Linked DNA regions of Mus musculus: regions 1, 2, 4, 5 and 6 are each linked to region 3. Evidence: chromatin contacts called from public promoter capture Hi-C data. All regions are on one chromosome and are shown on one strand. The core of a region is the stretch at or near the end of the contact, and the rest is flanking DNA. Distances in the headings are between cores, read along the strand shown.

Region 1 (4,488 bases), core at 1,119-3,618, 2.6 Mb before region 3:
AGAGCATATTTATAAAGATACAGAGAAAGTTCATTTTATTCTATTTGTTTTATCCCACTAAGAAGTAAAGTGTTTGATTTGTATTAAAATAACATCAGCAATTACATATAGTACCTACCATATACTATGCATATTAAATTAGCCTGTTTAATTTGTCCATGAGTCTGATAAAGTATCCAAGGTACTCTGAATATTCCCTTTATACACAAGGAAGTGGAATGAGCACACAATGGACTAGCTTGGTCCAGTCCACACACAGTAGGGCTATAGCTTGGTCTTGGGAAACTATTTCAGAAACCTGTGTTAACAGTCTTCCCAACTTCTCTATACTAACGAAGAAGACATACGTATTAAGACTGGAAAAGCCAATCCAGAGAACTTTCTAGAAGCTAGAAAAGACGTTCTAGAGAAACAAGGCCAGAGGGAATTGATCAAAGAAAGATGCATATCCTTTTCAATTTTATATAATATGAATATAAAAAGTTGCTTAGATTTTTACATTCATGATTTCTGTGGAGATAAAAGCCAGGAGACAGGAGGAAACTTTCAGAGTGATAGATTGACAGCATTAATCATGAAGAGAGTTTCATATTCACTTACTTATTTCCACACTCAGCAAATTGGATGGATATGCATTGTGTGGATTTTCTGTGTGTCAATCACACCTCAATAAAGTATTCTAAATGAGTAGGAGTCAGCCCATCAAAGTGCTGAAAGGAGTCTAGGAGAACGTAAAGGCCTGTTTTGTCAACAATCAGAAGTGTGAGTCCACTAGCTCTCTGTGGTAAGAATCCAGACTGAGATCATGGGTGCCTTGGGCTGCGAGGAGCTGGGAGAGTCTCACGGGCTCAATGGTTTGCACAGATTGGTTCTTCAGGCAATGTGGTTCAAAAAGGCTCAGAGGGGAGTTGGGGTGGGGGTTTGTTTTGTTTAAGTATGTATTTCTGAGTCCACAGTGAGTAGCTATTTATTAATAACTTGCAAAGCCTTTTCTTACTATCTGGCTGTGTGGGGAGAGTAACAGCTTCATCCGTCAAAATATGTCAGTATTTAAGAGGTCAGTGTGGAAGCCATTTCAGAGTTGCATCTAGACCTTGGTGTTGCCTCTGCCTTCTATTTTTCCCCCTTCGCTGTTGATGATGGTGCAAAAGGGCTGAGAGGGTGAACGGCATTTGCCTTGTCTCTTTGGAACAGGAGACTACCAGGCAGTTAGAGTTATAACCTTTTACTCTGTAATCTAGGAGGGGAAAAAAACCTACCAATGTTCTAGTCAGATGGATACCAAATCATATGGCCCACATGCAGACCCCTCGTGACTGGCCAGAGAGTAAGAACTATTAGAGATTGTGGTGGCACAGTCTACAATCCCAGCACTCAGGTGACAAGGACAGGAGGATCATAAGTTTGAAGCCATCTTGGGCAACATAGCGAAAATACATCTCTTAAAATTGGCAAGGGGCGGGGAGCGTCCCAGAACAAACAAGCGTTCATCTATTTGCCCAGCCATCCTGTCTCTCCCACTGAGTCTGGCTGGTTCTCACAGTGGCAGCGCTGTGCTGTGAGGCGCTTGCTCAGCCATTCCTGCGTTGCTAGTATGAGCTCACCTCTCATCTACCTCATTAGTGGGAACTCGTGGGAGGTTGATAACCTCCTCTGGGCCTCGGAGAGGGTGAAAGGGTCTCGAACAAACTCAAACTGGAAAAAAAAAATGGGTGTTAAATTTTGGAGCAGTGGAGGTCTCTTTCTTAGGATCATTAAAAATGTACTGAAGAGAGATAAGCAATGTTGCTAAATATACCGAGCACGCTCGGGGCTGGGATCTGTGGGACTTTGTGCAGCTGGACAAACAGAATGACTATTTCTGTGGGCCTGGCTGTGTGGTACTTTGGGTCTGATGATGCCCTTACTATTTAAAGACTTCTGCAGGGTTATTCTAGCCAAAGTCCAGAATAGATGTTTCTCCTCGAGTGAAAATTATTTTTAAACATTTGAGTGGATTTGGAGTAAAATTTATCAATCATGAAAGAGTTATCTTTGCAGTGGCTTTAGAGGCTCCAAGAGCCAGGCTGACATCTGAGCAAAATGGCCATGATTGATAGAGCTACATGACATGTTGGTTTTCTGATCCTTAGAGAGAGAGAGAGAGAGAGAGAGAAAGAGAGAGAGAGAGAAAGAGAGAGAGAGAGAGAGAGAGAGGGAGAGAGAGAGAGAGAGAGAGAGAGAGAGAGAGAGACTATGTTCTTATGTGTGCTTAAGAGTAGGCATATGTGTGGCCTGGTGCAGGTGTGGAGGTCTGAGGCTAACCTTGGATTCTGGTCCCTACCTTCTGTCTTGTTTGAGACAGAATCTCCTGCTCACTAGTGTGTACCCGTGTACCCCAGGCTAGCTAGCACACTTGCTTTCAGGGGTTCTCCTGTCTCAGGCTCTGACCTCACCATAGGAACACCAGGGTTCCAGCACACATCAGCTCCATGTGAGTTCCAGGGGGGTTTGAATTCAGCTCCTTATATTTGTTGCGGTAAATGCTTTATCCTCCAAGCTTGTCGGCTGTCCCTTCCTTTTTTGAATTAACCATTTCTGTTTAATGACAGTGAAATGAAAAGAAAACAGATGGTTGTTAAGATGAGACTGCTGGCAAGGTATCCTGTAGATTATTTGAGGAAAAATGATGTTTTCCCTTTTTTTGGCCTAAGCCCTTATACTTAGATCAGTGTTCAGATGCACATTAGATATCGAGAAGCTTATTAAAACAAACTGGTTAATATTTAGTTGACATTTGACAACGCTCTGAAAGTTGTCTGTCCTATAGAGCAGGAGGACGTTTTTTTAATGCTGAAAATAAAACAGACTGAAGGGTGCTGTCAGCAAATGTTTGATCAGGAATAAATCTGCTTTGTGAAAGACACCCGAGTTGCTTGCCACCTCCTGGCGCTGTCTTGTGCTGCCTGTCACTTTCCTCGGAGAGCGGGGCAGTCCTCCTTGACTGTGTCTGTGTTCTGGAGGAACACCCCACCCTTGAGAGCAGATGTTCTCTTTTCTGTCTATGGCAGAAAACTTGGGCTGTGAATGCTCCCCCCCCCTCCCCAGGATCCTCAGACCAAGGATTTTCTTACCCAAGACTCTCTGTGCGGAGGGTGTCAGTGGTTGTAATTCTTTTAGCTCATAGGATGTCTGTCAATGACCTAGAAGGGAATCAAACCCAGGGCTTCCGGTGTGTGCTGCATGAGCATTCTGCAAATGAACTCCATCCATAGCTCCATCCCCAAACCCTTCCCCTTCCTGGCACTACAGCCTTAGCGAACTGTAACTGGCAGGCCCACTGTGTGGTCTGCTGTCTGTTTAGGTAAGCGAAGCTCTGTACATATTGTTTTATTTTACATTTCTTCTGCCCACTTGATCAAGCGCTGTCTGCTCCTGCTGGGAAGCTAACTCAGTGAAACTGAGAAGTCTTGAAAGGTGCTAAGAACCTGGGCTTTGTAAATAGATTTGAACACTGTGGGGTCAGCCATGCTCTCTTGTAATCAGGCAAGGTCTTTTTGCTTTTGACTTATACTGGTGAAGTTAAATAGCCTTGACAGACACCAGATGGCCCTTAAGCTTACAATATTGATTGCCAGGCTGTCTGCAGAAGCGTGCTGAGCCTTGTTTGATATCATTACTTTGTATACCATCAAGGTTTACCTCACTTTTGCTTTGAAACTTAATCCCCGTGTTCTGTCTCGTTATATTTCAGTGCTGGCCACTAAATCTCTTCCCTACCACTTCACCCTTATTTATATTCAGGGGTGAATCTTGAATACAAATTTACTCTGCTCTATCTTGGATGGCTGTTACAGAACACATGGATCATTAAAAAAACCACATGGATCATTGTCTAACCAAAGTGTGTGAGCTATGTACATAATCAAAAACCTCATGTAGTCACATAAACATAATCTTTGGAAATAGGTCATATTAATTTAATCTGATTTAAATCCATTTAATATCCCAACACGGAATCAACATAAACTTTTATTGAGCTCTCCACTTTCGCTTTTACTTTCTGGAATGTGCATATACACGCTTGTGTAGGTGCACACATGAGGGTGTGTGAGCAAGCTTGTATGTGTGTGGGCGTGCACAGAGGCCAGAGCCAGGCAAACACTTGCCTACTGAGCCAGCCCCCAACGCAGTACAGTGTTTGTTATAGTAACCATTTGGTTTATTTTATCAGGCTTATGCAGTTGCTATATTGCTCTATTACTCAAAGCTGTTCTGAAAATTTTCCTCTTTCTTATTTACCTTCCTCCCGCTCCTCCCGCCCCCCTGGCTAGCTTGTCTAAGATTTATATAGTAGTCGCTTTTCCTACTTTTCCACAATTTCTATTTACTGTTTATTATGCTTATTCTTTTTTTTTTTTTTTTTTTTTTTTTTTTTTTTTTTTTTTGGTTTTTGGTTTTTGAAGACAGGGTTTCTCTGTGTAGCCCTGGATGTCTTGGAACTCACTT
Region 2 (4,912 bases), core at 1,545-4,044, 2.8 Mb before region 3:
TCCTTAGTCATCAGGGAAATGCAAATCAAAACAACTCTGAGATTCCCCTCACACCAATCAGAATGGCTAAGATCAAAATCTAAGGTGACAACAGATGTTGGTGAGGATATGGAGAAAGAGGAACATTCCTAAATTGCTTGTCAGACTACAGGCTGGTACAACCACTTCAGAAATCAGTTTGGTGGTTGCTGAGAAAATTGGAAATAGTTCTATCTAAGGATCTAGCTATACCACTCCTGAGCATACCCAAAAGATGCTCCACTATATAACAAGGACACATGCTTCACTATGTTCATAGCAGCCTTGTTTATAATAGCCAGAAGCTGGAAAGAACCCAGATGTCCCTCAACAGATAAATGGATACAGAAAATGTGGTATATTTACACAATGAATTACTGCACAGCGATTAAAAACAATGACTTCATGAAATTCTCAGGCAAATGGATGGAACTAGAAAATATCATCCTGAGTGAAGTAACCCAGTCACAAAGAACACACATGGCATGTACTCACTGATAAGCGGATGTTAGCCCAAAAGCTCACAATGCTCATGAGTCAGCCCCACTTAGACTTCTAAGCTCTAAGTGGAGCTTAGAAGGAAGGAAGACCAGGGTGTGGATACTTCAGTCCTGCATTGAGGGGGATGGGGACAGGAAATAGAGGGAGAGGGGAAACTGGGAGGGAAAGAGGAGGGGGAGGAAATAAGGGGGAACAGTGTCAGAAACTGGAGGAGATATAAGAGAGTTACAGAGGGTCAGGAAATCAAATAAAAATATGTAGCAGGGTGGATGGGGAACTGGGGATAGCCACTGGAGGGTCCCAGGCACCAGGGACCTCCCAGGACTCAATGGGAATGACTTTAGCCAAAATTCGTAGAGAAGGTGGAGATAGAACCTGTTGAGACCACCTCCAGTGGGTAAGCATGAACCCTGGTCCACGGATGGGGCCACCCACTCATCTCAAAAATTTTAATTCAGAAATGTTCCTGTCCAAAGGAAGAACAGGGACAAAAATGGAACAGAAACTGAAGGAAGGGCAAACCAGGGACTGCCCCACCTGGGGATCCATCATGTCCTCAGACACCAAACCCAACACTTGAGGTGGTCAAGAGGCTCTTGTTGACAGGAACCTAGTATGGTGGTTCCTTGGGAGATCCCGCCAGCAGCTGACAAATGCAGATGTGAATGCTTGGAGCCAACCATCACACGGAGCTGAGGGAACCTAGTGGTGGTAAGGGGCTGGCAGAAGGGCTGGAGCAGCAGGGGATTGCAAACATAGGCTGGCCTGACTACCCAGTTTTCCCAGAGTCTAGACCACCAACTAAGGAGAGTACCTGGAGGGATCCATGGCTCCAAACATATAGGTAGCAGAGGATGCCCTTGCCTGACAGCAATGGGAGGGGAAGCCCTTTGTCCCAGGGAGGTTTGAGCCCCAGCATACAAGGATGCCAGAGAGGTGGGGCTGGAGAGTGTGGGTGGGTGGGGGAGCACCCTCATATAGGCAGAGTGGAGTGGGGAGGGCACATGTGGGATGAGAAGTTGGTGGAGGGGTAACTGGGAACTGGGATATCATTTGAGATATAAACCAATAGAGTGATTAATTAAAAAAAATTATACTGGCCAATTTTCCAGTTTTATGCTACTATTTCAACATAGTTTTATCTGACAACTAGTAAGTTTGAATATTTCATTTGCAATCTTTTAGAAGGCCATATATCTAGAAATGAGCTCAAGCTGGACTATGGAAGGATTTCGGGTGGTTAGATAAAAAGCCAACATTCCTCGGGATCTTTGAGGTTTGAGGAACCTTGAGGGTTTGTTTTCTCCCCAAAAGGACTCATGTCCCTTGCCTCTGACAGAAGGGACATGATTCTCCATTAATATACACTCGCGGTTGCCTATGATAGGTCTAGATAAGTCTAGAACTGGCCTCTAGGCTCCCTCAGTCCCGGTTCACAAGTACACATCTCAAAGCCTTCACCCTAGCCCGCAGGACCTTCTCTCATCTGGGTCCTGATTCCCGTTCTCTTTGCCCCTTCCTTGCCCCCGACTCTTCTGGCTACTTTTTTTTTTTTTCAATCGTGCTATGTCCATCCACTCTTCTTTCCCACTCTCTTGCTTCCCTAGCCCTGGCCTTCCTCTCTCTGCACTGGACTCTTCCCGATGCCTTTGAGTAGTTTTTCTCTTATTCACAATAAAAACCTTCCCCCTAACTGAGCGGCAGTTTCAAGTGGTTTCTTTATGGCATCCCCTCGCACACACCATCAACTGTTCTTTTACCGTGTTGCTTACTTCTGCCTATTTTGCTACTAACACGCACAGGTAGTTTTCTGTGATTACTGTCTCCGCTGAGGTCCGCTTAACGGGTGCTACAAAAGACTCGGCACAGAGTGTGTAGTTACTGTTTCTCGTCAACCAACCGCAACTCAAATCTTCAGGACTTTACACTGTAACATTCCCCTTTAATTCCTGTCAGTTTGGACAAGGTCAGCAAGGTGAAGGCTGGGGTTGGAAGAAAGAACACTCACATTTATAAGCGAGTGGGACAGGATTAGGGGAAAGGAGAGACGTGTGTAATTACGTCGCTCTCTTGGCCATCCTGCAGAAATAACGTATTTAAGAGAGGTAGCCATGAAGGACTTTCCAAGCCAAGGGCCAGGACCCGTCATCCACTCCCTAGGAGGATTTAAATTACTCCACAGTTAACACTGCAGTGAACACGTGGCGGGCCTCCCACGCACCCACCCCAAGGGAGGCCGAGCCATTTCCCACAATGCCGCGTTCCGGAAGTTGCCTCTCCGGGAGGGTGGCTGGTTCCACCGCGTCGCTCTCTCTGCGTCACCTGGAGGAAGCGGAGCTGGCGGCCGGCTCCGGGCCCGTCGCGGGAGGCAGTTATGGGCGCCGTCGCCCCGGGTGAGTACCGGCCACCCCCGCCGCCGCCACACTCCCGCCCTGCCTCGGCCTCATCCTCATCTACTGCGGGTGCTGTCGGCTCCAGGGCCGGCCCGGTGGGCGCCGAGCAGTCGGTAGGGCCGGCGGGCGACGGGAAGGGTGGCTGGGCGGGCGGCTGGCGTGCGAGCTCCGGGGAGCGCCCGGTGACACCGTGTGCGTTGTAAGCGCGGCTGGCGCTGCCACCTCCGGGTGACAGCCTACGTCGAAACTGGAGAGCCACGTTGTAGAGAGACCTGCTGACAGGGGCTTTCCGACATTGCCTTGGTGGTGATGATGGCTTAGCGAAGGCAGAGGAGGACCGGGAGGGCAGAAAAGGAAAGCAGCCGGCTGGATAGGAGGCTGACAGCAGGAGTTGTGATTTCAGCCAAGGGAGGGAGCCGCGAGCGAGTAGTTGGACCAAGGTGGCAATTCTCGTCTGAAAACTCCCCTGGACGCTGCGGGACCGAGCATTACTGTTTTATAGACGCCGTTCCCACGGCGCAGCAGTGACCTTCACAGCTGTCAGAAGTTTACTGTAGCTCCTTCAGTAGCATCGACTGACACTTCAGTCATGGGTTTGGTTGCCCTAATTAAAAGTTTGTCTTTCAAGTTTCCCTCTGCTGTCTCAAGGGAAGCTGCAGTCCTTAAACCAGATCTTCTAGCTCTGTCTCCACAACTGAAGGCTTATGATTTAATTAATGTCCGCATGTCCGCCTTTTTCTTTTACACCTGAAGTTGTGCCTTCTCAGGTAATATTCTCTCTCATCTCATCTCATCTCATCTCTCTGTCCCTCTGTCCGTCCGTCCGTCCGTCCGTCCATCTGACCACCTCGCTGTAGCTGGCCTGGAGCTTTGTAACTGCCTACTTTTGCGGTGCTGGGATTAAAGGTGTGCGCCATTAGCGGAGGAAGTTTTTCTTGAGGACCTACTATGTACTCACAGTATGCTATAGGCAAGATAGAAATTCTGCCCAGAACCAGTTCTTTCTCCTAAGGCTTCGGATTTCAGAGGAGGGTGGGGGTAGGGTGGGAGGGGGAGGGGGAGAGGGAGGAAAGGAGAGAGAAATTGTTCAGATTATAGATTTGAAAAGCAGTTTACTGTGGTAGAGAAACAGATACAGGATAGTACATATCTTTTTCCTCTCTGTCCCTCTCTGTGTGTTTGCTTTGTTCTTCGAGACAAGGTCTTCTTGTACAGCTTTGGCTGTCTTGGAACTCGCTCCATAGACCAGGCTGGCCTTCAACGCGGCTAATGCAGGTTTTCTTAAATCTTCATTAAAACCTGGTGGTGATGTTGGCACACGCCTTTAATCCCAGCATTGTGGGAGGCAGAGGTAGTTGGATCTCTGGAGGGTTAGGTCAGCCGGGACTAGAGTGGTTTTGTTTTTAAATTTCTTTCTTTAGTGAGTATCTTCATTTAAAAGATGATCGTGAAAATCAAACATGATGGTTTTGGAACTGTCTCGTTAATTGTTTTTGTTGATGAGTTATGAGTCAGGATTGCTAGTACGTTGGGGCCAGGTTGAAGGGGACAAGTTCTAGAGTATAAACTTGGATGTTTTGGCTGTTTAATAGGTTCATTAGAGTGATATACAAATGACGCTATCTGAAGATGAATCTTGCACTAATGTGGCACAGTTTAGAGGAGGTTAGCTTGGAGAGAAGAAGTTGGATACTCTTTTTTTTTTTTCCCCCTAAAAGAGGACCATTTTATCCAGCCCTCTGTACTCTGTGCTCCTCTTTGTTCATTGCAAGGTCTTGGCTACCCCAGGCTGGCCGCAAGCTCAGTGTATAGTAGTTGAGGATGGCCTTGAGTTCTGGATTCCCTCCGCTGAAGCTTCTGAGCGTAGGGCTGTGGGGTCCGCTCTACCTGGCTCTGTGTGTGCTGAGGAGTGAGCCAGGGCTTTGTGCACAGCAGGCAAGCACTCTACATACTGAGCTATCTGAAGATGAATCTTGCACTAATGTGGCACAGTTTAGAGG
Region 3 (4,329 bases), core at 339-2,838:
TATTCTCAACTGCAGGACTAATTGGAGGGTCCCCTTCTGCAGCGCTACGAATAGAAAGAGAAGTAACAACCTAATACTATTGCGAACTGAGCCACAGAAATCTCATTGTGAGATGGAGCAAGTTCTGACACCACATCAACACGTGTCAAACTATGACATCAGATTCCTTCAGTGGTATTTGAAACGGGAAACATACCCCAACTTAATTCACAATAGTTTCCACTCTGTAACTGCGTTTTAAAGCATCAGTGGTCGTCTCCTCCTCCCACATCCATTCAGATAAATAAGATAGTATGGACTTTATGCCCCTAAGCAGCACATGGAACGATCAGAGATACAACTAGAGAGCTTTAAGGCGGCAGGCAGCTTTGTTCCCGGTTTGGGGAGGTTTTCACATGTAAATGTCCCTGAGGAAGGGAGCTGAGGATTAAGTACCCCGAGAGGGCGGTGCGAGGGTGAGCAGGTGGAGACCCAAGCAGCCTTACTAGCGGACTAAATGGGGCGTACACTTTGCTCTCCCATTCAACTTTTTAGGTGTCACGATGTACAGAAAGGGCACGTTCTAGATAGAAAGGCCAAGGGAACTACCGCTCTATGTTCATTTGTGAGCGTGTCAATCCAGGAGGTGGGAGGGCAGACACCCTCTCTAAGTCTCCGCCAACCGGGATCAGAGTCCAGCGGCCGCCGCGCAGCGCCGCGGCCTGAGCAACAGGAGAACCCAGGCGGCTGCTACGCCGGCCCCGGGACTCGCGGGAACTCCCGCCCCTGAGTCGGCCGAGCGCTCCGTTGCAGCCCCTGGCGGGATCCCGGCCCCGTAAAGCCGATAACGGGGCCGGGAGCAGCATAAGGGCCACGTTGAAGAAGCGGGAGTCGGCACAGGCCGGAAGGGGGCGAAGGGGCACTGGCGGGGGAGGGGCGCGGGGTCAGCCCCCGGCGGTGGCCGCGACCTCTCCCCGGCTCCAGGCCCGCTGCCCCGGAACCGGGGCAGGAAGCGTCCCCGCCCGGACTCGGTGCTCGAAAGCCCTCGGGCAGCGAGAGAAGCGGCCCCGGCGTGGCCCGCACCAGCCCTAACCCCAAGCACTCCTCACCTCCTGGTTGAAGGCGTTGACGGCGTCCATGTTCGCGCGCGTTGCGGCGGCGGCTGCGGCTGCTCCGGGCCCGCCGGTCACCTAGACCTGGAGCGGCGGCTGAGTAGGGCCGGGTGCCGGCAGGGCCCTTGGGCGTGGAGGGGGAGGAGGACGGGAGGCGACGAGCGGCGGAGGCCGAGCAGGAAGGGGCTGCGGCCGAGGCGGCGAGGCTGGGCCGGTCGAGCGCAGGCAGAGGCGGCGGGCCCCTGCTCAGTCCCGTGCGCCGGAGGAGGGATGGGAGGCGGCGGCAGCGCGGGGCTCCAACATGTCCGTTTGGCGGCGGCGGCTGCGCTCTGCGTCGCGCTGACACGGCCCCCCGCGCCCTCCCTCACGCACTGGCCCACACTGGCCCGGCCGGCGAGCGGGCGGGCCTCTCTGTCTCTCTCCTCTCTTTCGCCAGCAGGATGGCGGCAGCGACCCGAGTGCACGCCGCGCGAAGCACCCTGGGACAGCTCGGGCCTCCAAGCGCTTCCTGAGCCCGGCTCCGCCCCGCTCGTGCTTGGCTCCGCCCACGCCCCGCCCCTCCGCGCCCCACCGGCGCCGAGCCGCTAGCGTGTGACCGCGCGTTGTCGCGCGCTTTCCCGCCGGTTGCGGCTGCGGAGAGTTCCCGTCTTCTGGGCTCAGGATCCGGACGACGGCTCCCGGGGTGCATTGTGTCCGGGCAGGACTGCGCCCTGCTGCTGCGACAAACAAAGCGCGGAGGGTGAGCGTCTGCAGTCTCCAAGTCCCCTGCTTCGACTTGCGTGCGGACCTGGTGGACGCCCTGAGCAACTTCCGAGGACTGGGCTCCTGAACCCCTAACGCTAATCTCCCCAAACCCCGTTGGGTCGCTCTCGGCAGAAGTGTGTTCTGATTCACTTGAGTTCTCACCGCCTGCCGCGCGCTGCGACCGCTGTCTGTTGGGTGTGTGAAAAATGAAAGTTTTTCTGTAGAAACCTCACTTTTGTGGAGCATGAGTATAAAAGCTAGAAGGCCTGACTCGTACTGGAAGTTGGGGACTACTTCCCGTAGAAAAGGGCGAGCATCCTAAAAGAATTCGAGAAAGGAGGGGCCCTCTGGACCTTGCGCGCTGTGCTATCACCTCTCCTTGGAGGACAACCGGCTGGTACTTAGGGAAAGCAACTGGCCCTACCGAGACCAGATCCTAGCAGAGTTAGGATTTTGTTCTTAAGGGGGCATCATGCAGGTTGACATCCTGCAAAGTATGCATGCGGAAGAAAGTGGGGCCAGGAACAGCATGGCTTCGGGCCCTGGAGATGATGAGGCTGAAGGTATCAGGCACTGGAGGAAAGACAGAATGGTGTTCCGGAGGGAAGATGCACACTGCTTCTTGAAGGACATGAGTGCTGGGTTTGCGTCAACTTGGTAATAATTTAAGGAAGGAATGAGTTTGAGGGCGTAATGGCTAATCTTTGTCAATGCCTATGAACAGTGTCCTCATTTAAGTCAGCCTAGTTCAGTTAACCACCATGCCCAAGTTTATCTGGCTAGACGGTTATCTTTTCGGGCTCTAGCCATCTGAGCTGTCCCTGGGATAGTTAACTGAGGGCTTTTGCGATATGGGTAAAGTCCAGGAAAATGGCTGAGAGGAGGTAGATACCTGGGATTCAATACTGCACAGCTAACAGGAGCTGAAAAGTCAGACAGACAAGGAGCAGAGGTGTTTAAGAACAAGGTGTTTGGCCCAGCATGGTGGCACACGCCTTTAATCCCAGTACTGGGGAGGCAGAGGCAGGTGGATTTCTGAGTTCGAGACCAGCCAGGGCTATACAGAGAAACCCTGTCTCGGAAAAAAAAAAGAAAAAGAAAAATCTCAGCCCTAACCAAGGCTGTGGGTTCAACTCCGACAGGGTAAGGATCAGGAAATGCCTCTCCATAGGATAGCTGTGGTTAACAAGAATTAATAGTAGGGCTGGTGAGATGGCTCAGTGGGTAAGAGCACCCGACTGCTCTTCCGAAGGTCAGGAGTTCAAATCCCAGCAACCACATGGTGGCTCACAACCATCCATAACGAGATCTGACTCCCTCTTCTGGAGTGTCTGAGGACAGCTACAGTGTACTTACATATAATAAATAAATAAATAAATCTTAAAAAAAAAAAAAAGAATTAATAGTAAAGTTCAAAGTAACCATAGAGAGGACCCTGAATATATCATCCACACAGAGAAGTAATAAGACAGTCGGTGGTGGCACACACCTTAAATCCATTGCTCTGGGATTAGAGGCAGGTGGATCTCAGAGATCAAGGCCAGCCTGGTCTACAGAGCAAATTCTAGAACAGAAAAAAAACAAAACAAAACCCTCGATTAAAAGACATACATAAATAAATAAATAATACAAAATTGCTTTAATGGCTGTCTCACCCTGAGCTAACCATTACTCATTGTTTTTGTTTGTTTTGTTTTGTTTTTCGAGACAGAGTTTCTCTGTGTAGCCCTGGCTGTCCTGGAACTCACTCTGTAGACCAGGCTGGCCTCGAACTCAGAAATTCGTCTGCCTCTGCCTCCCTAGTGCTGGGATTAAAGGTGTGCGCCACCATGCCCGGCTATAGTACACTTTCTGTTCCACACTGTACCCGGTAAATACGTCTATTACATAGCAATTAAAAATTAAATCACTGCTCAGTGGTTAAGAGCACAGACTGCTCTTCCGAAGGTCCTGAGTTCAAATCCCAGCAACCACAACCATCCATAATGAGATCTGATGCCCTCTTCTGGGGTGTCTGAAGACAGCTACAGTGTACTTACATATAATAAATAAATAAATCTTTTTTTTAAAAAAGTGCTGAGGATGTCGGTTTAGTATCCAGAAACTTATCTTACACATTGGTCAGCGTGCTGAGGACAAACCCCAAACAATGCTCGGGATAGAAGGCGAAGGCAGGAAAAGAGAGATTGACAAGCAAGTTGAGAAGATATCTGGGACTCTGGGATAAGGGAACAGTTTGTATGAAGGTGAAAGAAGCATGCTCACTTGTTTGCTGTATTCTTGGCTGAATCCTGTATCAGTCATTTTTTGTTTTTTTATTAAATCCTGTGAGCACCGGCACCCTCCTGCCAAAGCACGCATTACGTGGTAGGTAGAGGACAGTCGCCAAGCAGTTCTCTCCTTCTTAGGGGCAGAACCCAGGATAACATTGAACAGTGCCATCTTGCCAGTCTTCTTGTTTATTCTTCGAAAAGATTCCATCCATTACGGGCTG
Region 4 (4,739 bases), core at 124-2,623, 2.0 Mb after region 3:
TCTAGACTAGGGTAACAGCCACACCTCTGGGAATGCCTGTGGGAATTATATAGATTGGGTTACATGAGGTGGGAAAACATTCTAAATGGGTGCCACCATTCCCTGGGCTGGGATCCTGGATGGAACCTGAAGGAGAAGACCAAGAGAGGTCAAGCCTCCATCACTCTCCTCCCAGCTGTGGACTCTACTCACCTAGTCTAGATAACCTAAGCTGCTTCTGTCAAGCATTTTGTTGTGTTAACAGGAGATAACTAACAAGTTGGATGGGCATCCAGTTGTTGATCCATTTACCCCAGCTTCTCCCTCCAGTATCAACTTCAACCAAAGCTTTCTAAATGAAAATGCCAAGTCAAACAGCTGGGTTGCTGTTGTTTTTCTATCCATGTTCCCTTTAGAGTCTTTCTGCTTAGTCTGCTAGTTCTACACATCTGAGTAGTACTTCAGTGCAGATTCAAAGCTATTGCAAAAGGAACAGGTGATAGGGGCTGATCCCAGTCTCGCAACTTATGGCGAGCCCCAGGTCTGGCACGAGCTGGCCTCAGCCTCGGGAAAGAAAAAAAAATCCTTTGTGTTTCCGTTTCATCATTTGTGAAATATTACAATTATAGTGTGTCCTTTTATAGGCCTTGTAGAGTTAAATTAAACGACAGTCTCAACGTGATATTCTCTTGTTAGCACAACCAGGTCTGTGAAACCCTCTGCACGCTAACATTTTCAACTTCATCTCCACAAAGAGGCATGATGAGATCTGAAGCTAACTTTCTTGGGTCCAAGAATTCACCCCGCAATTAGTGTCAGCACCGGGCATCCGCTCCCCCCTCCACAGAAGAGGGAGATGAGGTGGAGGTCTCGGTGAGAACTTTGCCTCTCCAGAGCCTTGGACAGGGCTGCTGTCTGCGTCTCCCCACCCGGCACTTTGGGGATTCACTGGCTAGAAATGAAACTGGGAACCTAAAATCTGGGTATCTATCGGTTATCTCAACCGGGATGCATTCTTCTTGTCTGTCCCCTTGGAGGAATGCTAAGCCTGGAAAACAAAACAAAAAACCTGGGACCTATTGTCTTCAGCTGTATAGAACAGGAGTCAATGACCAGTGGACATGAACAAAGGGTCCTAGGCCGAACCCTAACCCCTGCGGACCACCCTCAGGGTTCCTACTTGGATTTCTGCAGTAGCCTCAGATTCCTGCGCAACTGGCCTGAAGCCCATAGCGCCTGCGCTTGGAGAAACACGCTCCTTAATACTAGCGAATCTGCGGGCGCCCTAAAGCCACTGCGCCTGCGTATCAAGTGGTGCCTTTCAAGATGGCGCTTCCGTTCCGAGCGGTGCATTTCGGGACTTGTAGTTTTCACGACGGGATTGTGGGAGTCGTGGTTTGTGAGCAGCAAGCGAGGAGGCCCCGCCGCCCTGAGTGTAAGTGTGTGAGTCTTTGGGGCTCTGGGGAATCCCTTGGTCATCCCGCGTTCTTGTTTCTCCCATGATGACACTTGCTGCCTACGGCTACATAGCCCTTGGGAACTCTAATAGTCTTGTCGCCTTGTTTTGGTGACGCAGGAAGGGAGCGATGATAACTCCTGGCCTTCTACCCACCCCCCACCCCCGTGGAGGCAATGCCTGGGGGCGAGAACCTGGGACTGGGCACTCCCAAGTATCCAGGGATAGCAAATCCCCGTTTGATCCTGTGGTGCCCCAGATCGCAAAGGCGCCAAAGTTGCTTAAACAAGGCGTGTCGTTTCATCTAGTAGGGAAGTGCACCATAACTCACAGGCTCCCCAAAGCCTTGAAATTTGGAATCTGGCCACCCACCCGGATAAGGTGCTTCTGGGTTTCTTGAAAACCAAGGCCTGTGCTGAGTGGGCTAAGTGAGGTCCAGGGGTCATGGCGATTTGAACCTACCGATACTTTAAATGGTTGGCTGAGGAATTGGAGTGAAAGGGGTAGAGACTGGGAGTGAAAACGGCTTCAGACAGTTGACACAAGCTGCTAGGATAGGTGAGTGCATTATATGCTGAGATAGGTGCACCCTCGACTCTGTTAGCCTCGCCAAGGAGCACACGGAGCTTGTGAGCAGACTATTGTCCACGTCGTTTAAATTGGTATAATCAAAGTGAGTGAATGTCTTCTTTGTTTCTAGAATAAAACCTGGCAGGATACTTTGCAATAAAGATCAAAACTACAAACAGTTTTATTTTCTGTCGTTAAGGGTTAAGCCTGGACAGCTCCCTGCATTTCATATATTTTAATGGCCTCCAGCTGTCCTTACCCCAGTGGCTTTGGCTCACCCTCTGCTGCCAGCTGCTGCTTGCTTCTGAATGGCACCAGGAGTCCGTGATATCAGAGCAGACAGCTCACTGCTATGTTTAGCTTTCTTGGTTATCCCCATTTGCAGAAAGCTTGCAAGCTGCCTTGAAATTTAAAGTAGTGGGTGAAAATGAACCTGGCTGCTCTGGGCCCTTCGCTCTCCTCTACCCACCCCACCCACTCCATAGCAGTACAGATTCCCCTTTGCTTTTACTTTTTCCTCCTTCTCTTCCTCTTCTCTTTTTCTTCTCTTTCTCCTTCCTTGGCAGGATTCTGTGCATCTGAGATTGGCCTCCAGCTCAGTCTTTCTCTGTAGCCTTAGATGACCTTGAACTCCCATCCCTTGACCTCCACCTCCCAAGTGCTAGGGTTACAGGCTTGTACCACCAAGGTTGGGTTGTGAGTTACTTGGGCTGAACCGAGAGCTTTGCGTTAGCACTCTGGCTCAGCCACGCCCACAGCCCCCTGCTTCCTTCTCAGAGATCTTACCTCTTAACACTCAGATTGCTAGTCTTTTTGGCATCATGTCCTGTGACATTAGACAGAGCAGAGAGTTGTGAATTCCAGAGTGGGAGACTTACTCCTTGGACGCTGATATCCCAAGAGCGCTTTGGCTCAGGAGCCACATGGCTTTCCCAGGTCACATGCTCAGCCCTTACTGCCACCTGGAGTAGAGTCCTGTCCTCCTTCTTCTTGCCCTTATTCTTTATCCCATGCCTGGCATCTTGTCCAGACTACATCCTGCCCTATTGCTGTTTGTTATCTGAGGACCATTAGCAAAGGAGAGACATTATCAAGACAATAATGCTTGCTGTGTGTTACTCATGCTTCTTAGCGATTACTGGCCAACTTCTGAAGGAGAATTTACTGATGAAGGAGGCTTTGAGAGGCCAAGGTCACATTGCTGCTAAGTGCAATGTGTTTGCCAGACCTCCAGACCCCGGGGTATTTTCTTTCATTTATTTCCTCTTGTCAGCATCTTGGGCCCATTTGTTTCCCTTGACCTTGGGAGTCAGTATCCTGGGCATATCAATTCACAGAGGTGACTTGTGGGAAACAGTTAAATCGTCTACCATATAATATGTATACAACTCAATTAAGAAGGAATTATAAAAATAAAAAAAATATTTTGTTTTAATATACAGTATGGCTAATCCCTAAGATTACTAGACGTTCAAGGTGTAAATTCCAGCAGCAGGTTATAACATGCAAAGAGCTCATTTTTCCAACATAGGTTGGAATCTGCTGCTATTTAAAGGCAAACACTTGCAGGTAGTGGGCACCTTCAACCACCGCTATCGCATTTAAATAGGGCTTTGGATTATACACTTCTTGGTTTATCTGACTTTGCACAAGTCAAAGGCAAAGCTTGGTTATCTTGTGCCAATAGCTAGCTGGTTTTCAAAGTTCTGTAACCTTGAAATAGACTGAGAACTGAATTTTATATATTAGATACTTTTACAACTGGAAATGTTTTTCTACGCCATCTCCCATGAGCTTTACTTAAGGAAACCCATTCTAAAGGTGTGTGGAATTTCCCGTTGCATTTCTAATTCTAGTCTTAAGTTATTATGAAGGAAGTGAGTTTGAAGCAGTCCATCTGTACCCAGGTGACTTGCTGAGGCTGAAGCTCCCAGACCTGGCTGACTGGATGTAAGATAGGCAAGGGGAAGGGAAACCTGGGGGGTCTGCTTGATTGAGCTACACAGTGCTTTCCCAGTAAAGCAAGCCAGGATCTCCCCCACACCCATGTGGAGCTGCATGCACACACCTCTTTAAACAGAGGCTTGTGGGCACTCCAAACTGTAGCTTCTTAGCAATGACCCTCAGTAAGTCCTTTTGGTGACCAAACATATCCTGAAACTAGGCATCATGGCTAGATCCAACATATACTGGTTTGGGGTGCATGCACAGTAAGGCAAACTGTGACCTTAAAATGAACAGTTAGGGAGGGAAAAAAAAATCCCTACTTGCCCTCTTTTGGCTATGTGTAATTGGGAGCAGATAGGATTAAATTGAAATGCATCGTGGGAAAGGATGCGAACTAAAGCTTACATAGCCCATATCGATTAGAACTTAAGGACACCCCACTGATAACAGTCAGCTTCTACCCCCTCCTAAACCCACAAAAGGAAGCCACAGGCTGGTCCACTCCAGCTTAAGGTGCCTGTTGGCCTCTTGTAGAGTACCTGGCCTGTACCACGTCTGTGCTTCTGAACAAAATTCCTTGTCACTTTCTGACCTGTGTCCACCTTCAATTTTTTAAATACAGTACCAAGAACCCAGAGACACCCATTTGGAACAGAGACTTCTGGTCCTAGGTGGGTTCGGATTCTGGTCACACACTAGAGGACCCTGAGCACAGTCCTTATGCCCTATGTGTTCCCCCTTTAAAGTAAAGGGAGTAAAATGGAGACTCACTGGCTTAGCTCATCTA
Region 5 (4,577 bases), core at 1,644-4,143, 2.9 Mb before region 3:
GCCTCTAAGAAAACTTAATTCTGACTACAAAGAGAAAGTGCAACCAGTGACCATAGTTAATGAATGACTGGTATATGATCTTAACACAATCTCACCAAAAACCATGACCAGTGATGGAACCAAATATTCTTACCATAATCAATTTTAAACCTCTTGGAAATATAGTATTACTGCACCAAACCAGAAAATCAAGTGTTGGTGGTAGTTCTGCACTCATGAAACCCATTTTTAGTTAGTTTAATCTAAAAGGAATTCATTACAGGATAGCCAAGGGGTAAGACAGCCAACTTTGAGAGGTTCAAAGATCAGCTTTGGAGTGAGCTTCCAAAAGTACCTCTTACAACTACACAACTGAGCTTCTGGCCCATTCATGGTGGTCAGAAAGCCACGGAATCAAGAATCCACTACCAAATGTGGACCCTGTGGACATAGATGGGCGTTGGAGAGAGTCCCAAAGCAACCAGAGCAGTCACCAGAGTGACTGAGCCCATCAGCATCAAATCCATCAGAAGTCTGAGCCCCGCCCCCAACTCTCAGACTAGAAGGATGAGTACAAGCACTGGGCCAGGGAATAGGAAACTATACTGAGTAGCTTGAAAGGCAGGTCAAGACTCCCTCTCCCAAAATCCTAAAAGCTGTGCAGGGATGTAGCTCAGTGCTACCGTGCTTACCTAGCATGCACAAGGTCCTGAGTTTGATCCCCAGCACCAAATCAACAGGGTATGGTGGGATAAACCTAGAGTCCCAATGTAGAGCAGGGGAAGGCAGGAGAAGCAGAAGCTCAAGCTTCTAAGCAACACAGCAAGCTCGAGGCCAGTCTGGGCTACTGAGACCCTCTCTCAAAAATAATAAGTAAAAAATAAATAAAAATAGGGGCCAGGCTGGGCTACTGAGACCCTCTCTCAAAAATAATAAGTAAAAAAATAAATAAATAAAAATAGGGGCCAGGCTGGGAATATAGTTTGGGGGTAAAATGTGTACATATCATGTCTGAAAACCTAGGCTCAATGCCCAGGATCAAAAACAAACAAACAAACAAACAAACAAAAGAGTGCAGCCATTCATGGTGGCTCATGCCCTTAATCACAGCACTTGGGAGGCAGAAGGTAGAAGCTAGGGGGGTCTCTGTGATTTAGTCAGACCAGCCAAGGCTATACAATGATACCCTGTCATCCCTCCCCTGCAAAAAAAAAAAAAAAAAAAAGGGGGGGACAATTAAGCATGAAAGTACATACAAGTCACAAAGGAAGAAATTCCCTAGATGGACATATGAACCCAGGCTTAACCTCAATCAGCAATCGGACCAAATCAATCTAAAACAAATCTCTAATATTAGATCAACTCATAAATCTGCCACCAAAAGATGTTAGGAGTATACACAAGTATGGTTAGTTTGGAGAGTGATGGGGCACTATCCAGAGAAACTGAACCGTATGTCCACTAACAGATCTCCCACCAGGAACTGTGTGTACAGCAGTGGGAGAACACTAAGGATGTCAGTCTCAAGAATTGCAACAGACAAACCTGGAGCAAAGTCAACCTTCACATACATAAAAACAAATCCTCTGGGAAACAACTGAGAAAGAACGGCTATTTCATTTCATTGCTTGTATGCCAAAGACATTTTAAGGATGCATGTGAAAATAACAAATTCTCGCGGCACATGACACTCTAAAAAAATATTTCCGTATTATATTTAGATGTTTGTGCATGTGTGCACATGTATGCTGCCATACCCTTGGAGGTCTGAGAACTCTAAGAATAGGTTTTCTCCTTCCACTGTGTGAGTCTCAGGGACCTGCTCCATGTGCTCAGGTTTGGCAGCACCTACCTGCCTTTTACCAGCAGAGCTTTCTTGCCATTTTCAAGTCTGTATTTGTGATGCCGCCAGAGAACAGAAGATTTAACTCCCAGGAACTGGAGTTACTCTGTTTGTGAACCACCTGCTGTGGGTACTGGGGACCAAATTCTAGTCCTCAATAATAGCCTTATTCCAGAACCATCTCTCCAGCCCCTTACATTTTTTTAAAGACTATGATTTTCTGTATGTTATTTTTTTGCCTGTATGTATGGGCACAACAGTGACACTGACGCAGGAAGAGCAACAACCTGGAGCTGGGGTTATAGGGAGTTGTGAGCCACCAAACAAAGGTGCAGGAAACCAAACTTTTGTCTTCTTCAAGTGCAGTACAAGGTCTCAACCCCTGAGCACTTCCCCAGCCCTCCAAACCATTGTCTCTGTTTTGTTTCATTGTTTTTCGGAGACTGGATTTCTTTATGTAGCCCTGGCTGTCCTGGAACTCTCTTTGTAGAACAAGCAGAGATCTGCCTGCCTCGGTCTCCAGAGTGCTGGGATTAAAGGCAAGAGCCACCACAGCCCAGCCCAAACTATAATTTCAATGAATGAAAGTGTTATCCATGTATAATATTGTCAAATACAAAATAAAAATTAAAAGTCATAAAAGCTGGGCATGGTGCCACAGCTTTTATAGTCCCAGCACTCAGGAGACAGAGGCAGGTGGAGGATCACTATGAGTTCCTGGCCAGACTGGCCTACATAGTAAATTCCAAGACAGTGAGAATCTGTATAACAAAATTAAGCAAATAAAAGTAGTCATAATCTTATAGATGGGTATTTACATTTCAGTTGCTTAAAAAACAATAAATTTTGTAAACACTATTTTTGCAAGTGCTTACAAGTTTAAAAGGGAAGAAACTTTCCAAATGTCATTAGAATAAAGCAGTCACCTTAGTACAAAATAACTGACGATGCTCAATATTAGGGTAGCCGATAAAAGTAAGCACAAGTTGAAAACGGATGTTAGAGGTTGCTTAAAAGTTCCAGAGAGCCCAACAAGCTCTTTCACCCCAAACGCCACCCAGTGTAAGACAAAAGCGCATGCGCAGCAAGCCTGACGCGTGCGTACTCAACGCCCGCCCATAGGAAGCGGAAGGGAAAAGATGGCGGCGCCGAGTGTCCCCACGCCGTTGTACGGGCACGTGGGTCGCGGAGCCTTCCGCGACGTGTACGAGCCAGCGGAGGACACGTTCCTGTTACTGGACGCGCTCGAGGCGGCGGCGGCCGAGCTAGCAGGGTGCGAGGAGGGTGCGCGCCTCAGGGGGAGAGAACGGGGTGGCCGGGAGGCGGAAGCCGGAACTTGCCGCCCTCCTCCGGAAGTGGTGGGCCGGCCTACTTTCTGGTGATTGACAGCAGAGAGGGGTAAAGGAGGCGTGTCCGGCGGGCTGGGGTTAGAGCATCGCTCAGATGTTCCTGCGGCTTCAAGGTCACCCTGCCCTGCCTTTTAGCTGTTAATCTGAAGAATGTAAACGCGCCTCTGAGGAGCAGCCGGAGTTTAGCAACCAGAAGCAAGATGTCCCAAAACTTTCCTAATTTTCTATTTTAATTTTTTTAAGTGAATATGTAAAACTCGCCTTAGTGCAAGAATAACATCCTCTAGCAAAGGAAGAACACATAAGGATCAGTGAACTATTAAATTCACTCAACCTAGTCAAGGAACAACCACTAGCCGTCTGAGCACTTAAAGTGTTATTGCAACTGGGATTTTTTTGTTTTGTTTTGTTTTTTAATTGAACTGTTAGAATTTTAGTTGCATGTGGTTAGAACTATTAGGGAAGGTTTAAATAGTCACGTGCCTCCGCCGGTAGGATTTTCACTAGCCTGATTTGTTGAAGGATTGGCCATAGCTTTAATTGACATAAATAGTAAATGCCCACATGTTAACTTTTCTGAGAAAAGAATTTGAGCTGAGAACGGGAAAGATGGCTCAGCTGGTAAAGGCACTCGCTGTCAAGCCTGCAGACCTGAGTTCCGGCCTCAGAAACTACTACAGGTTGTTCTTGGAGGTTCAGTTACAATGCTGAGGACCATTCTGCACACATACATATAATCACTCTAATAAAATAGTTTGCCGAAAGAATATGGGTCATTAACTTAATGGCCAAGATTCCTACTGGGTGTCTCCAGAACGAAATAGCCATCATGTTTATTTATATTGTCACTTTTTTTCTGCCTATAAAACCAGTCTTTCTTCATAGATGGTGGAGCATTTTGAGCTACTGGAATATCTCGTGGAGCACTGAATTGTAACTTGAATGCTCAAAACAGCTCAGAAAAATTTACAGCTACAAATTGCATTGCTTCGTATGCTGTAATAGAGCTGACCTTGTTACAAAGGCTAGGAATTCTAGTTATTTTTGAGACCGTAATGATTATTTCCATAAAGAAGGCACCTGGTAAGATTCACAGACTTTACTATGACCCACTAGTGGCTTGCGTGTCCTGTTATGTGGGTCACATAGATATGTGGCTGATTCTAAAGGTAAAAAGGAAATACTGTAACTTCTTCTTGAGTTGTTTGAACAGTTAAGTGACAGAAAAATCTTGTAAATGTCATCAGGCCAATCAGTCATGGAAATTAAGTAGTGCTTTTGACACACTGATAGTGATCAAAGGAAATACATTTATTGGAAAGTTATATAAGATTTTTAAATTTAGAAAGCTAAGATTATTGGCATTCTAAGATCAGACACTGAAGTACTTGCCCAACACAGTACTC
Region 6 (4,619 bases), core at 1,332-3,831, 2.8 Mb before region 3:
TCCTCCAATACTAAACCACAGGTTTAATGGAGCGAGAGATGGGCATCACAGCCCTCTTATCCTGCTCCAAGTATCTATTCCACACCCTCTTGGACAACAAAACTTCAGGGAAAAAAGGAAAATGCCAAAAGGTTATGTAAAATAAAGTATCAATATTTACCAGTTTATACTGCTGGAGAATTCACATTAGAATCAATCTATAGAATAATAAATCTCATCATCATCAGAGAAATACTCCTCAACCCACCCACCCACAGACAATTTAAGAGTTTGAGTAGCCAAAATGGAAAACCTAGAAAGGTCACTTATAAATCTTCACAATAAAGTGGAGGAAGAAACAGCCTTTCGTCCTCTAGATTGAATACAGTTTCACCTATGTCAGAGTCATGGGTTTTTGATGGTTTTGAAACAAAACTTACTTCTAGCTCTCTTAAAATAGTCGCTGCATCGTTTGTCACAAACAACTTCTCCAGGCGATTGATGACCATTTTATTCATTCCTTAAAAGTAGTTGCAAAGAAAAAAAAAAAGGTTCCATTATTATTCAAATATTCTGCAAACAACCCAGGAAAACTCCGGCAAGAAGCCGTACTGATGTTTAGCCCCAGAACACACCATCTGTTTAGATCAGCATCATAGCCCCATGGGCTTCCCTGACTAAACACCAACATGCTTAGCATGTAAGACGTGCTTAATAAACAGGAATTAACACTAAAATCAATATGCTTAGAAACACATTTGGTTTCTTCCGTAATCTCTTTGTGTGCATCTCTAATTCAACTGGTGGTTAAAGGGAAGGAAGAGCTTCCTGATGCCGTGCTGTTTTCTGCAGACTGCTGAGCCTTTCCACAATAGTACTGGCCACTAGTGAGGATGCTGGACTTCCCTAGGACCTAACAGGGTAACAGCATCGTTTCCAATTTCTCTTTTCCCAGAAAGCTGCATTCCTGACTGAAAGTGAGAGGCACATCAATGCCACCGACCATAAAACACGTGAGGCCCGCTCTCTACGCTAACAGTCACACCACACAGCCTGAACTTGGTCATTACCATTTGGTCCGTACGCTGTGCGAGTAGTCTGAGCAAGCTCCTTGCAGGCCTGTATATTTCTATACACAGCCTCTTCTAATCCCGAGAAATGCTGAAAAAGAAAATGTCTGCTTAGGCATGATAACCAAGTTAAGAGTTTTCTACCGCAGGATACCTCTGTTGAGTATGCTTCTAAGAAACAGCCAGGATCACACAGGCAGTCATCAGACAGCCTCAGTTTCCCCCACTGGGCCTGGCTCTCTTTCCTATCTGTAAACTAATGGGATAATCAATAGCTCCTACTTGGCAGATTATTACTCACCTAGCTAAATAACAACTATTCTTCCTTCTGCCTTTTCCAGGGATTGAACACAAGAAAGCAATCTACCATTAAACTACAATCCCAGCCTACTAGTACTAGCTTTTAACCTAAATTTGGGGGATGGGGGTACTTTAAAAAAACTTGTCTTCACTATAGCCTCCATCAGTACCGATTTACACAAAGTATCTCTGTGCTGAAATGCTAGCCTGTGACAGAAATCCTTTAAATGTATCATGTCCTCAGCCAGAGTGATGGAGGAAAAGATGGAAACTGGAAGCTGTTGCTACCCCTCAAAAGGTTAACAGTGTCATTTGCAGAACTTACTAACTTACATTAAGCCCTGACATCCATTCAGTATGCCAGTTATCACTACAAAGGGGACACCACCTCTCTGTACTGCTAAGAATCCGCTATTTCTACAACTTGTAAAAATATGAAAGACAAAACAAACGTTATCTGGCAGCTTGGGGAACTCAGGACAAATCGCTCCATAAGCAATGTGACCGCTTTAAAAAAAAAAAAAAAATCACTCCTGAAACTACGGCCTATTCGATCTGGGGTGGGGCTTCATTTATCCTGTAGGCTACGACATCGGACAGTCAGAGTGAAAAGACAGTTAACAGCCTTCGGCCCGGTCTCAACTCAGAAAAGGTAAAGGAAACAGAACGTCCAGAGGAGAGTTTTCAGTAGAGCAGTGGGGATCGGACGTGTCTGGAAGGAAGCAACCAAGGGCAGGCCCAGGAGTGACCATGCCGGACTCGTGTCATCTCCATCCTACAATCCCCGGCCCTCCAACCACCCGTTACCAATTCCGTCCAAGTTCATTAACGCATCGCCAGCTCGCGTTAAGGGCGGCGCCCGTGGGCTCCATGCCGCAGACAGGGGCGTGGGGAGCTGGGATGCAAACCCGAAGCCGCCGGGGGAATAACAGAAATGCCCACCAGTTCCAGCGAGCCGGCATCCAGAGCACGCTTCCCTTTCTAGAACCTTCTCCATCCCGATCGCGGCGCGGCCGCCCGCCCGCAGGCCTGTCGCGGTCGCCACAGGCGCAGACCCACCCTCCCACCGTACAGTCCCTCCACGCCACCTACTTTGGCTCCATCCTTGAGCATCTGGGCAAAGCCCGGGGCCTTGGGGACGTGAAGCGCCATGGCTCGGCCGCAGTCCACCGCTCACGCGCTCGCTCCGAGACGCCGAGGAAGCAAGGGGCGCCGCGCACTGCCTGCTGGGAATGGGCCTCGGCGCCGCCTCGCGTCCCCCTACTTCCGGTCGCCCCGCCCCTTCAACCTGCAGCGTCTCTGAAATATCGCGAGAACCAGAGGTTCCAGCAGACAGACCTGATCTGCCGATTCCCGATCAAAGCGGACGATCAGGCCGAACCCAGAGCGTGCATGCTCCCTTCGTGTCCCTTGTCCTAAGTTAATGAGTAAACTTTGGTTAGGACGTTTGGCTTGTGATATTTCGGTGGCGGACACCCAACGTCTTATCCTTCACTTAAACTTAATCCTGCAGACCCAGCACCGGGGCAGGTTAGCCTTTTCTTCTCCAAGCTCACCCGCCCTCGCCCCTATAAACTACCAATGGACATCCTCTGTGTTGGTCACTGGGAAGCACTGAAGGCTCGAAGGTGATCTTTGAAATAGCATGGAGGATTGCAACGCGTGGACTGCACGTGCGTAGCAGAGCTAAGCGGTTTGCTTAAGTGCAGTTATCTTTGTTATTGGTCAAATTTAAGAATGAATATTAATCTCCATTTTATGGAAGGGAAGTTGATAACCACAATTCAGTGGTACGCAGAGGTCACCAGGCCAATAGATATTACAGCGACGATTTCTACCCTAGATGGGCAGATTACAAAGTGGGAATAGTTAACCACTTTATCTATATCTATATATCTATATAGATATTCTCTACTCCCCCAGAATCTTTTTCACAAACATTTCTATGTAAATAGAATAACTTCATAGAGAAAGTAAAACACTCTTACAATAAAAAAATACAAAAAAATGGAAGCATCTCCTGCCCTTGCAGAAAAATATGAAACGCTTTGGTGAGTCGTTGGACATAGAGAAATTAAGATTTTCTTTACATTGGGACAGACTCATAATTGCAACCGTACTATCAACTGCAATTTTTTTTTCTATTAAACATTTTAAATATGTAACCATGGGACTGAAGGAGCTGAAGGGGTTTGGAGCCCCATGGAGGGAGCAACAGTGTCAACAGGCCAGTTCCCCTAGAGCTCCCAGGGACAGGACAACCAACCAAAGACTAAACATGGAGCAACCCATGGCACTGGCCACATATGTGGCAGAGGATGGCCTTGTTGTACATCAGTGGGAAGAGAGGCCCTCAGGCCTTAGGGTGTTCAATGCACCATTTGTAGGGAAATGCCAGGGTGGGAGGATGGGAGTGGGTGGGTGGGGGAGCACCCTCATGGAGGCAGGAGGAGTGGGGATGGGATAGGGGGTTTCCGAAGGGGAGACCTGAAAAGTGGAAAACATTTGAAATGTAAATAAAGAAAATATCCAAGAAAAAGAAAAGAAAAGAAAAAGGAAAAAAAAATGTAACCATGAAAATACTTTCTTGTCACCGAACACAAGGTAAGTGAGCCAATTATATTGGAAGACAGAGCAAACGTTCAGTGGTTCTCAAAGATTGGTTTTGACACCTCCGAGGCTCTCCAACGCCCTTTCAGGGCCCATGACTACGCAAGTGTTTTCATAGTAATACAGAGCTGTCTCCTCTTCCTGTGGGGAGCTGTGAAGGCCTGCTGGGTGTTCAGTATGTCACAGTATGAATGTGAAAAGCACAAGGAGCCACTTACACTCTTTGTCGTCCACTAAGCCACATATAAAATATTTGGGGAAAAAATTGAGAATATCAGTCCTCAAGAGAGACATTTTCAATAATGTTATGTTAGCCTTCAGTGTTCACTGCTATATTTTTATATTAATGTTAAATAGTTTGATTTATAATATTAACAATCAATGGTTACTACGATACCCATTAAAAACAATCATTGGGTGACTCTGTTTAAACTTCTATGTGGATTCTATGTCTGCAAAGTACATGACACCTGAGAGGTAAGACAGTCGAAGATTCCCTCATGGATTTGCTAGGAAAAACTAAAACCCGTTGTCTCAGCATCACTTATGGGTATAACTGACACAAAATAGTGAGAGGGGATTTAAAATTATACCTGATTTGTTAAAAGTAACTAAGAGGATCTAAATCTTGGCAAAAATTGATAACTAGATCCTGAAAAA

Evidence for each region. Promoter capture Hi-C pulls out the DNA fragments that hold promoters and counts their contacts.
Region 1: a promoter capture Hi-C map of hippocampal neurons shows a contact between it and region 3, with 3 times the contacts expected there. The contact joins the enhancer-like site here to the promoter of Scaf4 in region 3. A contact is called at or near these places in 4 of 39 promoter capture datasets (hippocampal neurons, liver, neutrophils and 1 more) and 1 of 115 datasets of contacts at active chromatin or transcription factors (large pre-B cells).
Region 2: a promoter capture Hi-C map of liver shows a contact between it and region 3, with 5 times the contacts expected there. The contact joins the promoter of Usp16 here to the promoter of Scaf4 in region 3. A contact is called at or near these places in 10 of 39 promoter capture datasets (the 3T3-L1 cell line, 3T3-L1-derived adipocytes, the C10 cell line and 7 more), 1 of 484 Hi-C or Micro-C datasets (B cells) and 3 of 115 datasets of contacts at active chromatin or transcription factors (astrocytes, large pre-B cells and pro-B cells).
Region 4: a promoter capture Hi-C map of liver shows a contact between it and region 3, with 2.6 times the contacts expected there. The contact joins the promoter of Smim11 here to the promoter of Scaf4 in region 3. A contact is called at or near these places in 3 of 39 promoter capture datasets (liver, neutrophils and pre-B cells).
Region 5: a contact with region 3 is called in a promoter capture Hi-C map of pre-B cells. The contact joins the promoter of N6amt1 here to the promoter of Scaf4 in region 3. A contact is called at or near these places in 3 of 39 promoter capture datasets (liver and pre-B cells), 1 of 115 datasets of contacts at active chromatin or transcription factors (astrocytes) and 2 of 9 other capture datasets (adipose tissue and liver).
Region 6: a promoter capture Hi-C map of pre-B cells shows a contact between it and region 3, with 12 times the contacts expected there. The contact joins the promoter of Cct8 here to the promoter of Scaf4 in region 3. A contact is called at or near these places in 7 of 39 promoter capture datasets (erythroid cells, hematopoietic stem and progenitor cells, hippocampal neurons and 3 more), 1 of 484 Hi-C or Micro-C datasets (the G1E-ER4 cell line), 5 of 115 datasets of contacts at active chromatin or transcription factors (embryonic forebrain, embryonic stem cells, epiblast stem cells and 2 more) and 3 of 9 other capture datasets (adipose tissue, embryonic stem cells and liver).

What each region holds. Positions count from the first base shown.
Region 1 is chr16:87,642,748-87,647,235 of GRCm38.p6, forward strand. No RefSeq gene overlaps it. Among named protein-coding and RNA genes, the nearest start is that of Gm22808, 24 kb to the left of the region's middle. Within about 2 kb of position 2,369, at least 32 of the 459 cell types and tissues checked have an H3K27ac peak or open chromatin away from gene starts, as enhancers often do. A contact at or near this core is called in hippocampal neurons, where this site is marked.
Region 2 is chr16:87,452,191-87,457,102 of GRCm38.p6, forward strand. Usp16 (ubiquitin specific peptidase 16) reads left to right here and starts at 2,795. Exons shown (of 18, transcript NM_024258.2): 1 at 2,795-2,912.
Region 3 is chr16:90,282,915-90,287,243 of GRCm38.p6, forward strand. Scaf4 (SR-related CTD-associated factor 4) reads right to left here and starts at 1,589. Exons shown (of 20, transcript NM_178923.4): 1 at 1,089-1,589. The coding sequence starts at 1,118.
Region 4 is chr16:92,299,930-92,304,668 of GRCm38.p6, forward strand. It overlaps Smim11 (small integral membrane protein 11), which reads left to right and starts at 1,374. Exons shown (of 4, transcript NM_138743.2): 1 at 1,374-1,414.
Region 5 is chr16:87,351,292-87,355,868 of GRCm38.p6, forward strand. N6amt1 (N-6 adenine-specific DNA methyltransferase 1 (putative)) reads left to right here and starts at 2,894. Exons shown (of 6, transcript NM_026366.2): 1 at 2,894-3,095. The coding sequence starts at 2,962.
Region 6 is chr16:87,493,288-87,497,906 of GRCm38.p6, forward strand. Cct8 (chaperonin containing Tcp1, subunit 8 (theta)) reads right to left here and starts at 2,582. Exons shown (of 15, transcript NM_009840.3): 1 at 2,442-2,582; 2 at 1,050-1,140; 3 at 420-499. The coding sequence starts at 2,501. It overlaps B130034C11Rik (RIKEN cDNA B130034C11 gene), which reads left to right and starts at 2,786. Exons shown (of 3, transcript NR_040375.1): 1 at 2,786-3,022.